Regions from separate parts of the Mus musculus genome. Here region 1 is linked to region 2. The links are chromatin contacts, called in public Hi-C maps. All regions are on one chromosome and are shown on one strand. The core of a region is the stretch at or near the end of the contact, and the rest is flanking DNA. Distances in the headings are between cores, read along the strand shown.

The links. A called contact is a pair of places that touch in the nucleus more often than the background predicts.
Region 1: a Hi-C map of rod photoreceptor shows a contact between it and region 2, with 2.3 times the contacts expected there. The contact joins the enhancer-like site here to the promoter of Nr2e3 in region 2. A contact is called at or near these places in 1 of 15 datasets of contacts at CTCF or cohesin (embryonic stem cells), 13 of 484 Hi-C or Micro-C datasets (the Ba/F3 cell line, the G1E-ER4 cell line, the HL-1 cell line and 6 more), 2 of 115 datasets of contacts at active chromatin or transcription factors (bone marrow-derived dendritic cells and embryonic stem cells) and 3 of 9 other capture datasets (adipose tissue, embryonic stem cells and pancreatic islet).

Annotation. Positions count from the first base shown.
Region 1 is chr9:60,091,743-60,097,162 of GRCm38.p6, reverse strand. All of the region lies in intron 7 of Thsd4 (thrombospondin, type I, domain containing 4), which reads left to right. Among named protein-coding and RNA genes, the nearest start is that of Gm7616, 140 kb to the right of the region's middle. Within about 2 kb of position 2,757, at least 3 of the 459 cell types and tissues checked have an H3K27ac peak or open chromatin away from gene starts, as enhancers often do. A contact at or near this core is called in rod photoreceptor, where this site is marked.
Region 2 is chr9:59,946,211-59,952,015 of GRCm38.p6, reverse strand. It overlaps Nr2e3 (nuclear receptor subfamily 2, group E, member 3), which reads left to right and starts at 1,937. Exons shown (of 8, transcript NM_013708.4): 1 at 1,937-2,228; 2 at 2,708-2,834; 3 at 2,988-3,091; 4 at 3,192-3,413; 5 at 3,496-3,653; 6 at 4,463-4,703; 7 at 4,949-5,054. The coding sequence starts at 2,132. It overlaps Gm7616 (predicted gene 7616), which reads right to left and starts at 720. Exons shown (of 3, transcript NR_168957.1): 1 at 469-720; 2 at 173-245.

The DNA.
Region 1 (5,420 bases), core at 1,508-4,007, 140 kb before region 2:
GATAATCCATTCCAAACACACCCAGCCATGTACATTTCTTTCCTGAATTACAGCACACACCAGTATTAAAGAGAAAAGAGCATTGGGCTCGCAGTGATGCCAGCTCCTTTCTGGTCTCAGTGGATATTCATGGCACAGGGTAGCAGAGATCCCAGTGCGGGAGGTATCCCTGTTTACACAGGGCATCTTCTGATCCAAAAGATACATGGAGCTACTTATGTAAAATGAGTCACAATTTCTCTGTCCGAATCTCCCTGCCACCTACACTCCTCACACCTGCCCAAACAAAACCAATCTGACCACATTTTTATGTTTCCCCCTTCAGCCTGCCTTGTGGACCCAGGCCCTTCCACACGTGTGTTCTAATGGGCTGCTTCTGCCTATACCCGGGAGCATATCTCTCCTAAACCAGCAAATCCACGTGTTACTCAGTAGTCTTGATTGACAGGAAGTGTATCATTCGGGCCAAACTCCCAGATGACCCATGTGCCTTCTAAACAGAATTCTGACCAGAGTTTTCAGACCACAGACTAGATCATGACCACATGAACAAATAGGCCATATCTCTTCTCTCAATCCAGGGGTTATCAATTCAACTTTTAACTTTAGACACCACCACCAGACACCAGTGTTCTGTGGTTGGCGTAGGACATCTGTTACTCTCTAGAGTGCCCTATTTCATCCTCTCCCAAATTAAGCAGCTTAACTATTTTATCTAAGTATTTCTCTCTCCTCTCCAAATAAGATCTCAAAAGTGTTTGAGAAGAACGACACAGCTGCCTCCTTCACTGCCACTTAATTATTCCTGTTTGCCATCCCAAAGTTCCCAAGGACACTGCACGTGTCCAGTGGCCACTGTTTCCTATCTCAGAGTTCCCAAGGATGCTGCACATGCCCAGAGCCAGTTACCCCTCTTCACAGCTTGGCCCTTTCCACCCCTTCATGACCTTCTTGAGAAGAAAACAAGAGAAGAACACGAATTAGAAAATCATGGAAGGTCCCCATAGCCCAGTCTGTGGGGAGATGGATATGGTGCGTGCATATTTTCATACTCGAAGGTCAGAGAATCAGCGGGACCATCTCTTCCTCCTTTTAAGGAAAGCAGAGATGAGCTAGGCTCTGGCAAAGGGAGAGGAACTCACGAGAATGCAGCCACGCCCCCTGTATATCACTCCAGGTACAAGCCTAAAGCTGGGTGCTGTCCTGGGCATTTCCCCTCTCCAAGCTACTACAGCCAGCAGAGAAGGCCTAAGCCTGAAGTGGCCTGGTGACAGGAAGATGTCTCTCTACCAAAGGAGGGCCTGAGAACATTCAGAAATAGCATCTGAGGGAGGGCCAGCACTCAGGCTATTTCTCAGATCATAAGATCATACGACTGCCACCCTCTATGTAAATTCCACGCATAGATTTGCCTTGGTAACACATGATTGACCAGTGCTCCATAGCCTTCCATGTCTGCCTTCTGGGCTTGTTCACTTTTTCTTTTAAATGCAAATGTTAAAGATGGCAATGAGATTTCTGTGGTGTGCAGTCTCCATGGTTTGGTTTGGTTTGCTGTTTTTTCATATAAACAGGGTCAAGCGGTCAGAAACCCCAGATGGACACGGTTGCGCCAGAATGAAGGAATAAACACTAAATGTCGGTGGGTGGGAACATGAATTAAGCCAAAAAGCTGACCAAGCAAAGCCCCTCAATTCAGGTCACTTTTCTATGATGGAGAACACTACTGAGACAAGGGAAAGGAAGAAACCATGAGACTACTAACTTGGGTTCCCAAAGGTGATTCTGATGTGTGGAAGGGGCCTGGAAGCCATGGAAAAGCACAGCACATGGAACTTGGGAAAACAGAGCTGGGGAGGCCTGACAGAGTCCATTAGGACTCGTGTGAAAAAGGGTTCTAGATAGTTTATGTCTTGTGTGTATATGCATGTGCCTGTTGGTATGTGTCTGTGCCTGCATGCCTGTTGGTGTGTGTGTGTGTGTGTGTGTGTGAGAGAGAGAGAGAGAGAGAGAGAGAGAGAGAGAGAGAGAGAGAGTATATATGTGTGTGCCTTTGGGTATGTCGGTGTGCCTATGGGCATGTCTGTGTGTATATATCTGTATGCTTGTTGGTGTGTGTCTCTGTATGTATTTGTCTGTCTGTGTCTGTGTGTATGTCTGTATGCCTGTTGGTATGTGTGAGTGTGCGCGCGAGCATACACACCTATGTGTCTGTCTGTCGGTCTGTCTGTCTTTGTCTGTCTTTGTGTCTGTGTGTATATCTTTGTGTCCATGTATGTGTGTGCCTATGTGTATATGTCTATCTGTCTGTGTGTGTGTGTGCCTATGGACATGTCTGTATACCTGCTGTTGTGTGTCTGTGTGCACATGGAGGACAGAGGTTGATAGTGTGTTTCCCTAATCCTTCTCCACGTTACGTTTTGAACCAAGGTTTTCAGTGACCGTGGGCTCTGGGATTTGGCTAGGCCTACTGGACTGGACACCGACCTCCAGAGCTCTACCTGGATCTGTATTACACAATGTAGTGCTGTACCTGGCTTTTCAATGGGCGTTGGGGATACAAACCTGAGCTCTCCTGCTTATGCAGCAAATACTTGGCTACCTGGGTCACCCCTCAGCTTTGATACCTTGTTGGCCCACAGATAATCAGGGAAGCAGGACAGAGGGTCAGGGTAAAAGGCATGTTTGTAGTGTGGGAAAGCCTGGGCTTAAGGTCAAAGTGCTTGTAACAGGATGAACATTGGGACTTCACAGAGCCAGTGAGCTGCTCTGAGGATTAAATGGATTAAAGAGGATTAATTCTTACCCTGAATAGATGTACAGTGTAAATATAGTAGCTCCTTGAGGTACTGGAAGAAGAGAGCTGGACAGATGTCAACAGCTTCAAAACAGAAAATGGTTCCAAGTTGAGAGCTCCAGAGACCTCAGCTTCACCGTGCTTTCTTTTTAGGTCTAGAACAATGAAGCTCATCTCACACTGGCCTGCAGATCTGAGCTGACCTTCAGAGAGAGGCCAGTAGCACCATGGAAATGTTTAAAGGGAAAGGCAGCTTTGTATTACATTCACAGAAACGGGAGTCCTGATCAATCATTCTCCCTTGTTTGTCTGGTCCATCCATACTGTATTCTGTCTTGGAAACTTATTTTAAGGTGGACTGTGCTAAACTTGAACAAAATCACAGGAGGGTGGCCAGGACCATTGGTTTAGATGAGCACTGTTGAGGTGACTCCCCCAAGAAACCCACACCCACGATTAAATGGGTCTTTTCTTCCTTCCCTCCTCCTCCTCCTCCTCCTTCTCCTCCTCCTCTTCTTCCTTCTTCTCTCTCTCTCTCTCTCTCTTTCTTTCTTTCTTTCTTTCTTTCTCTGAGTGGCTTTCATTTTATTAATCTTCATCCTTACATCTATGTTAAGAATCCTTTTTAAATAAACTCCAACTCCACTTTTGGAAAAATAGCGTTCAGAAGGAAAAAAGACCACTTACCCTGCAGCAGGTTGGAGGAGATTGGCAGAAGCAGGCAACATTGCATCTGTGATGCTTTAGAAAACAAGTGTCTACCTGCTTTCTATGACTATCGGGGAGAGAACTTGTCTAATGGGTTGAAGTAATGAAAGGCATTCAGTCCACCTGAAGGAGATTTTTTTTTTTTTTAGAAAATAGAATTGCCTCCAGATGCAAAGAGCTTGCCTCGCAGCGAATGTTCTAGAAGCTGCTGCAAATCCTCATTAGGAAGGACAGATGGGATTCCTGCAGTAGGCAAGGAGTATGGACGGGTGGTCCTGTGTGCCAAGCACCCATGACTGATTCACCTTATTCTCTACAGGGAATCTCTCCAAACTAGAGCCTCTGGCAGAGCCCTTTAGAGCCTTGTCTACTTTATTTTACCCAGCCTACTGTTCACAGTAACCCAGGCTATATCAGGGGCTTGGAAAACTAGAAAGGAATTACCCATTAATTAAGTAACTGCCCGTCACCTGGTACTAGCCAGTCTGTAATCGCTTCTGATTACTAGACACTGATTTGTTACTTAGTCACACCAAGTCGTGTGTTATTGTGGCACACGGCAGTAGCTAGCGATTTCTGTTGCCAGATCTGCCATCGTGAGCTAATTCCACAGCCTTCTCTCCTCCCGTTGGCTTTTTTTGTTTTGTTTTGTTTTTTGAACATTTAATTGCAATCTTCTATCTTCTAAGTGAAATCAGATGCCATCCAGAAGTAAATTGAGGCAAGCCCATGAAACGGAAATGTACTCATTTTTCTGAGCTCACTTGTTTGAAGTGTCTCCACCATCGCTTAGCTGCAACTTCTGTTTTGGGCACAATTTCTTACTGCCTGCTCCTTTTCTTCTCCCCCCCCCCTTTCATTTCCTTTCATCTCCTTTCTCTCTAAGAATTCCACATTTAAAACCTTCCCAGAACTCAATTAGCATCACTTAAAATGGGGTGAGGAGCAGCAGAGCGGTCAAGCTTCTGTTTTCAGTGCCCAGTGGTGCCCCGGAAACCAGATGTGCAGCCAAAGTGGAGCGGGAGAATTGATACACAGGTGTGGTATAAAGCTGGTCTTTAAAAATACAGATGTTATCCCCTCAGGGCCCTAGGAACCTGGAACAGAATGCAGAGAGCCACCCTCGAGGTGAAACAATGGTCATAAAATAGTTTGTTCGTGAGTTTCTCTGAGCTGTCTCTGCAACATTTGGTGACTATTTAATAACACCAGCTCATGGGGCTAAATTACTAACATTTGGGGAACAAGGTTATGTAAAACAAAATTGAATTATGGCAACGGTTTCCCGGTTAGCACTGGAATTTCTTTATTTCTGTTTGTCTTTTTCCTCAAAGGAGCCATTTACCAATTCCTACCCAGCTGGCACCAGTCAATGTCCAGAGACCCCACATAATCAACACACACCTCTGAGCAACAAGGGTCTGTATTGTCCATCCAGAGGTCTAGCCCAGAGCCTGGAAGCAGGCTCAGTCATGAAAGGATCTAAGAGCCACACACATCCAGTGCAGCCTTCTGAAGAAAACTATGGTGCTTAGCTATCCCAGCTATCCTACCCTGGGTAGGTTGAAAAAAGGACTTATTTAGATGTAGAAACTGTGTGAGCTGGTAGGCAAAGCTTAAAGACAGTGAGCATACTGATAAAATGAAAGCCTACACACACTAATAACAAGCAATCTTGCTTTTAGCTATACCTTTCAGGACACCCATCTGTGATCACAACACGAATACACACACTTCACATCACTGCAGTTAGGAAGAGAGCAGATGCTCATGTGTGGGCATGGATAGATCCCCAAGCAACGCAAGGGGAAGAAAGCTATGAGAGATACAGCGAATCCTCGCTCTCTATGCAATTATGTAGTCTCCATCATGTAAACTTTAAGTAAAATACAAAACGTACATTCGAGAGCACAGA
Region 2 (5,805 bases), core at 688-3,187:
AGCTCAGCAAATAAAGTGCCAGGCTATGTCCTTCAGGCCCTAGGTCCTGCCTTCATCTGGCCCCTCCTCTTGGTCACCCAGGTGTTTCCCTGGAGACGCTGGGATTTGCATCCAGCTCCATCCCTGCTTGCCTCTTTACTGCTCCATAGCTGTGCAGCTTGAGGCAACTTACCTCCCCACTCTGGGCCTCTCCGACTCAGTCTCCTAGCTGTGAGGCCCATAGTGGCAGCTTCTGTGTCGGGCCACTGTGAGGTGTATGACAGTGGTGGTTTGTGTGAGAAGTCTCTAAACTCTTCCCCAGAGCACTTTACCACTGAGACTCTACCTTTGACTCCTCCTACTACCATACCCATACCCATAGGTCCTACATTGCCCTCTGCACTGGTTCATCCCAACCCTTAGCTCAGCCTGGCCTAGTCTGCCCCTTGTACATGACTGCACACCCCCAAGTTCTTGGACCCCACTCACATGTCTATGCAGGACAGTTGGGGATGAGTGGGATGTCGGGGCATAGATCTTAGGTGTGGACAGAGACTGGTGAGAAGCTGTCACGAAGCTGTCACAGAAGACTGCCCGCGGAGAGGATGGAAGGCTTGCTAAGGTGACTTGGATGTGGGAAGCAGATGGCATGTCTAGAGTACAAATCTTGCCCTGAAGCCCTGACTTGGCTGCTAAGTGGAGCTTCAGGCCTTGTCTGAAGCCTTGTCCATGAAGGTTCCTAAGGGGCTGGGGACAGACAGGACATATGAGAGGCTCCTGTCCTCAGCGGATCACCCTGCAAAGCCCCTGAGCTGACTTTCCAAATCCCCAATAGTGCTTCCCTGTCATAGTGAGGGTTAAGCCCACTTAGGAGGCCATGCCCCACCCTTCTGTCCTCTTAACTCCATGATCCCTCTAGATGCTCCCAGGTTCTAACACGGGACAAACTCGTCCTATCCCACTGTGAGGCAAGGGCAGATGGGGATGGGCATCTCTTCCTGCACATCAACACGCTATTTCCCATTCATTCGGGCCTAGGGAGAGGATGGTAAGGGGCAGAATAGCAGGGACAGGAAAGGATGTTCCCTGGTGTTGCTTCAGTCTTCTTTGTTAGTATCAGGCACCAAAATACATTATGGGAATCATCTAACGTCATGTTCCCAACTACAACCTAAGACAGGCATTGTATCACACCAAGAGGAGGAAACTGAGGTTCGGAGAGGCTAAGTCACTTGCTCAGTGAAACATGGCCCACAACAGGGCAGAAGCATGCATGGAGGTGAATCTGTCCTTACCCTAGTCTCTCTTCCTCTGGGAGTCAGGTACCAGGAGACACAGACGCCTACTTCCTGAGCTGTGTCCTACCTCATTGCCCCATGGGAAAATGTCCACAAGCATCTCCTCTGCCCCCAGCCTGCCCAATACCCTCTGCTGGACCTGATCACAGAGACATATAGAGATGTGAGTCTTCCGTGGGGCAAGGCCCCAAGCCACAAGCCCCAAGCAGTCCTTCATTAAGAGACTAAGTCGAGAGCCACCAGGTTAGAGGGTGAGCATCCCAACGTGAACAAGCAACAGAGGCAGAAACCTACACAGACACGGTGATACATACACGGTCACACATGCCTCGAATACATGGCAAATGCCACAAAAAACATTTGAAGTCCCTGGGTAGGTGGGATGTGTAACACCCTCCTCACCCCCATTAAGATTTGTCATTGAATAATAGACAGCTGAGAGCATGTGGTCTCAGCCAAGCTCCTTGCTCCCATACAGTGTCAGTAAGGACAGCAAAGGATGGACCGACCCCCAGGCATGTTAGGCAGCCTAGGAATCAGGGCTGACTGGCTCCCAGGGGCACCTGGGTAATGCTGCAGGTGTGGTCAGTTGATCCCCTGCGGAGACAGTAAAGATTAAGAGGATCATACACTGTGTCCAGCGCTGTGCTGGCAGAAGTCTGGACCCAGAGCCAGGGTGGTGAGAACGCTTCAGAAGGAAGAAACGCTCCTAACTTACAAGGCAAGGGAAGTAGAGGAGAGACAGGCACAGACTGAAAGACAGACAGACAGACAGACAGGGGTTAAAGATGGATGCATCGGTTGGGCCCAGCAACTTCTAGCAAGCAGGCTACCCTTAGGACCATCCATATCCGATGAGCTCTACAGTGGCTGCCTCCACTATGCCTGTGTCTGTGGCGGCCTCCAAGAAGGAGTCTCCAGGTAGATGGGGCCTTGGAGAGGATCCAACAGGTATGATTTTTCTGGAGGTGTGGTCTGGACCTTTGAGGAAGAGAGTGTAAGCAGTAGGTTCAGAGAGCCACGAGCGAGCTTGAGCCACATAGCCCCAACCCCAGGGCTGTGAGCAAGCATGAGAGTCTGCTGGCAACCCCAGAGTCCTAGAAACTGAGAGGCCAGCAGAGCAAGACCCAACAACTGGCTGCTGAGGCAGGAAATGGGTGCTCTTGAGACACAGAGAGATCTCGAGAGAGGCTGCAGCCGCCCATAGGGGAGGAATGGGGCTGGGAAGGTGGAAGCCATGGAGGGAAAAGAGAGGGGAAGGGGTGGGAGCAGAGGTTAGGATGCCACAGTGAGGAAGCTGCTGTTTCCGGTGGGAGTCACATGGGCAGATCTAGTTTGAGGAACGTGGGAACCTATGGACCGGAGGGAAAGGGGGTGACTAGGGGAGGGAGTGGGGAGCTATCTCAGTTCAGCCCTGCCTTCTTGCTCAGGTGTGGGCCCCTCGCTCCAGTGCCGAGTGTGTGGGGACAGCAGCAGTGGGAAACATTATGGCATCTATGCCTGCAATGGCTGCAGTGGCTTCTTCAAGAGGAGTGTGAGAAGGAGGCTCATCTACAGGTGCCACAGCTCTGCCGGCCTGCCCCGGTGTGCCTAGCACGGGTGGAGGGCGTTCAGGGAAAGCGGAAGACGAGACCAGGGCAAACATATCCCAAGTCAAGGCCTAGAGTCAGGGCATGACACTGCCCCCCCAGGAGCTCGTGTCCTCTGCAGGTGCCAAGTCGGGGCAGGGATGTGCCCAGTGGATAAGGCCCATCGCAATCAGTGCCAGGCCTGCCGGCTGAAGAAGTGCTTACAAGCAGGCATGAACCAAGATGGTGAGTGGTGGGCACGGTGAAGTGGGAAAGGCAGGAGAGAAAATGGCATCACTGCCAAGGGGCAGGTGCGTGTGTGTCCTGAGTCTCCCTGCTTTCCAAGCTGTGCAGAATGAGCGCCAACCTCGGAGCATGGCTCAGGTCCACCTGGATGCCATGGAAACAGGCAGTGACCCCCGATCAGAACCAGTGGTAGCCTCTCCTGCTCTGGCAGGGCCCAGTCCCCGGGGCCCCACGTCTGTGTCTGCAACCAGAGCCATGGGCCACCACTTTATGGCCAGCCTTATCACCGCCGAAACTTGTGCTAAACTGGAGCCAGAGGACGGTAAGTGGGAAGGCAGTGGGCGTGGATACTCACACCGGCTCCCACAGAGCAGCCACTGAACTCCAAACCTCCTCCTCTGCAGCTGAAGAGAATATTGATGTCACCAGCAATGACCCCGAGTTCCCCGCATCCCCCTGCAGTCTGGATGGCATCCATGAGACATCTGCTCGCCTGCTCTTCATGGCTGTCAAATGGGCCAAAAACTTGCCTGTGTTTTCCAACCTGCCTTTCCGGGACCAGGTACACAGCACAGCCTGCCTGCTGGAGCTGGGCCAGGCACAGTGAGCAGTCAGCTTGGGGAAACATGGACCCCTGGGCTGGCGAGGGATGGAGACTTACATAGTTTACCTTAGGGTACTTGTGTCTCTGAGCTGGGGGGCGGTGGTGGTTAGGGCAGTGACAGTGGAAGTATGTTAACTCCCCGAGGAAAAGATGCTAGCCAAAGATGTGTGGAGCCCAGAATGGGATGCAGAGTGGGACCTGTGACTCTCTGGGCCCCATTGCCTTTTCTTCTGTGCAAATTGTCTGACCTGTAGCCATTCTGTGTGAGACAGGAATCAGCATACCCTGAACAAGGAAGTGGTTGACTGTGAGTTCTTTAGAGTAGAGGCTCCCTGTGATTTCAGGCATGAGTGTCCCCCAGCCTTTCTACATCTGAAAAAGAACGCTGAGCTTCTAATAGGCTGGCAGAGATCTCACAGTGGTCCAGGAGAGAGTGGTCCAGAGGTGCTGAGCCCTCAGCCCAGCTATGTGTTTAGAGGGAACGGCTTGGAAGAGTCAGCCAGTCTCTTGAATTCTCTCAGTGTGGACACTCTGGGCTCATCTTGAGGCTGCCCAGCATCCCTAGACTTACCCTGAATGGCCCAGTCACAGGGCTATCCTGGATAGAATCCATGGAACATCTGAAAACCTGGGTAGCTGAGCCAGAGCCTTTGTAGGAGAAGGTTCTAGGCACCTCGAGGGGCTCTTCTGCTCCTGGCCAAGGTGGCAGGCTGGGAGTGCCGGGAGCTATGCACCTGTGCTGACACTTGAGCCCTCTCTGATCACAGGTGATCTTGCTGGAAGAGGCATGGAATGAGCTTTTCCTTCTTGGAGCCATACAGTGGTCTCTGCCCCTGGACAGCTGCCCACTGCTGGCACCACCTGAGGCGTCCGGCAGCTCTCAGGGCAGGCTGGCCTTGGCCAGTGCAGAGACGCGCTTCCTGCAGGAAACCATCTCCCGGTTCCGAGCTCTGGCAGTGGATCCCACAGAGTTTGCCTGCCTGAAGGCCCTGGTCCTCTTCAAACCTGGTACTGAGCCTTGGTCCAATCCTTCCAAAGACATGGTTGGGAATAAAATGGGGGCTGGGGGAGGCAGATTTCTGGTCACTTCTGTCTGCTGGGCACCAACATCAACTCACCTGGGTGTAGAGGGACAGTCTTCTTTCTGGGGGAGGGGAAGCAGAGAAAAGGGGTGTGGCCGGACAAAGTAATTTTGGAGTGTGGGGTTGAGGCTGGCTTCTGGACAGGAGCTCACTGGTGCTCCTTCTCCCCAGAAACACGAGGCCTGAAGGATCCTGAGCACGTGGAGGCTTTGCAGGACCAGTCCCAGGTGATGCTAAGCCAGCATAGCAAGGCTCACCACCCCAGCCAGCCTGTGAGGTGACAGCAATGACCCACCTGCCCACCTGCCCTCCCCACTTGCCTCTCCCATACCATCTCTGGGCTTCCCTGCTTAGACAGGATAAAGGGCTCAGTCAGCCACAGCTATCCAACATCTCCTGTGGACCAGGCTCAGTGCCAGGCCCAGGAGGACATCAAGAGACAAAGCCTACGGGGATGTTCATTATGGTAGCCACATCAAAGACAAGAACCATCCTCATCAGGTGTAGAGTGGCTTGTGTCTGAAAGGGTAGCAAATGGGCAGGGAGGTGGTGGCGCATGCCTTTCATCCTAGCACTCGGGAGGTAGAAGCAGGCAGATAACTGAGTCTGAGGCCAGCCAGAGCAAGTTCAAGGACAGCCTGGCTACACAAAGAAACCCTCTCTCCAAAAACAAACAAAAAATTACTTTTAAAAGATAGGATGTCAGTATAGTCTTAACTGGTCTCAAAGTCAGTACTGGGCTTAAAGGTGTTTCCTACCAGCCTTTCACAGGGACCATGTGTGTCCATGACAGGATAGGATCTAAACAGAAGAGAAGAGTATTATCTATGAAGGTAGAGAGAGCCCAGCAAAAATGTGTTCTTAGACAGGAGTCAGGTATGGGAGGTTCAGAAGATTCTTGGTGGTAGGAAGGTGGGAGATGAGCCAGAGAGTTACCTTGGAACCAGTCGGACTCGGACTAGAGCTCAGAATGCCTAGTCAGATGAGAGAGGTGAGGAGAACCCCTGAGGTTCTGTGAGAGGTGGCCT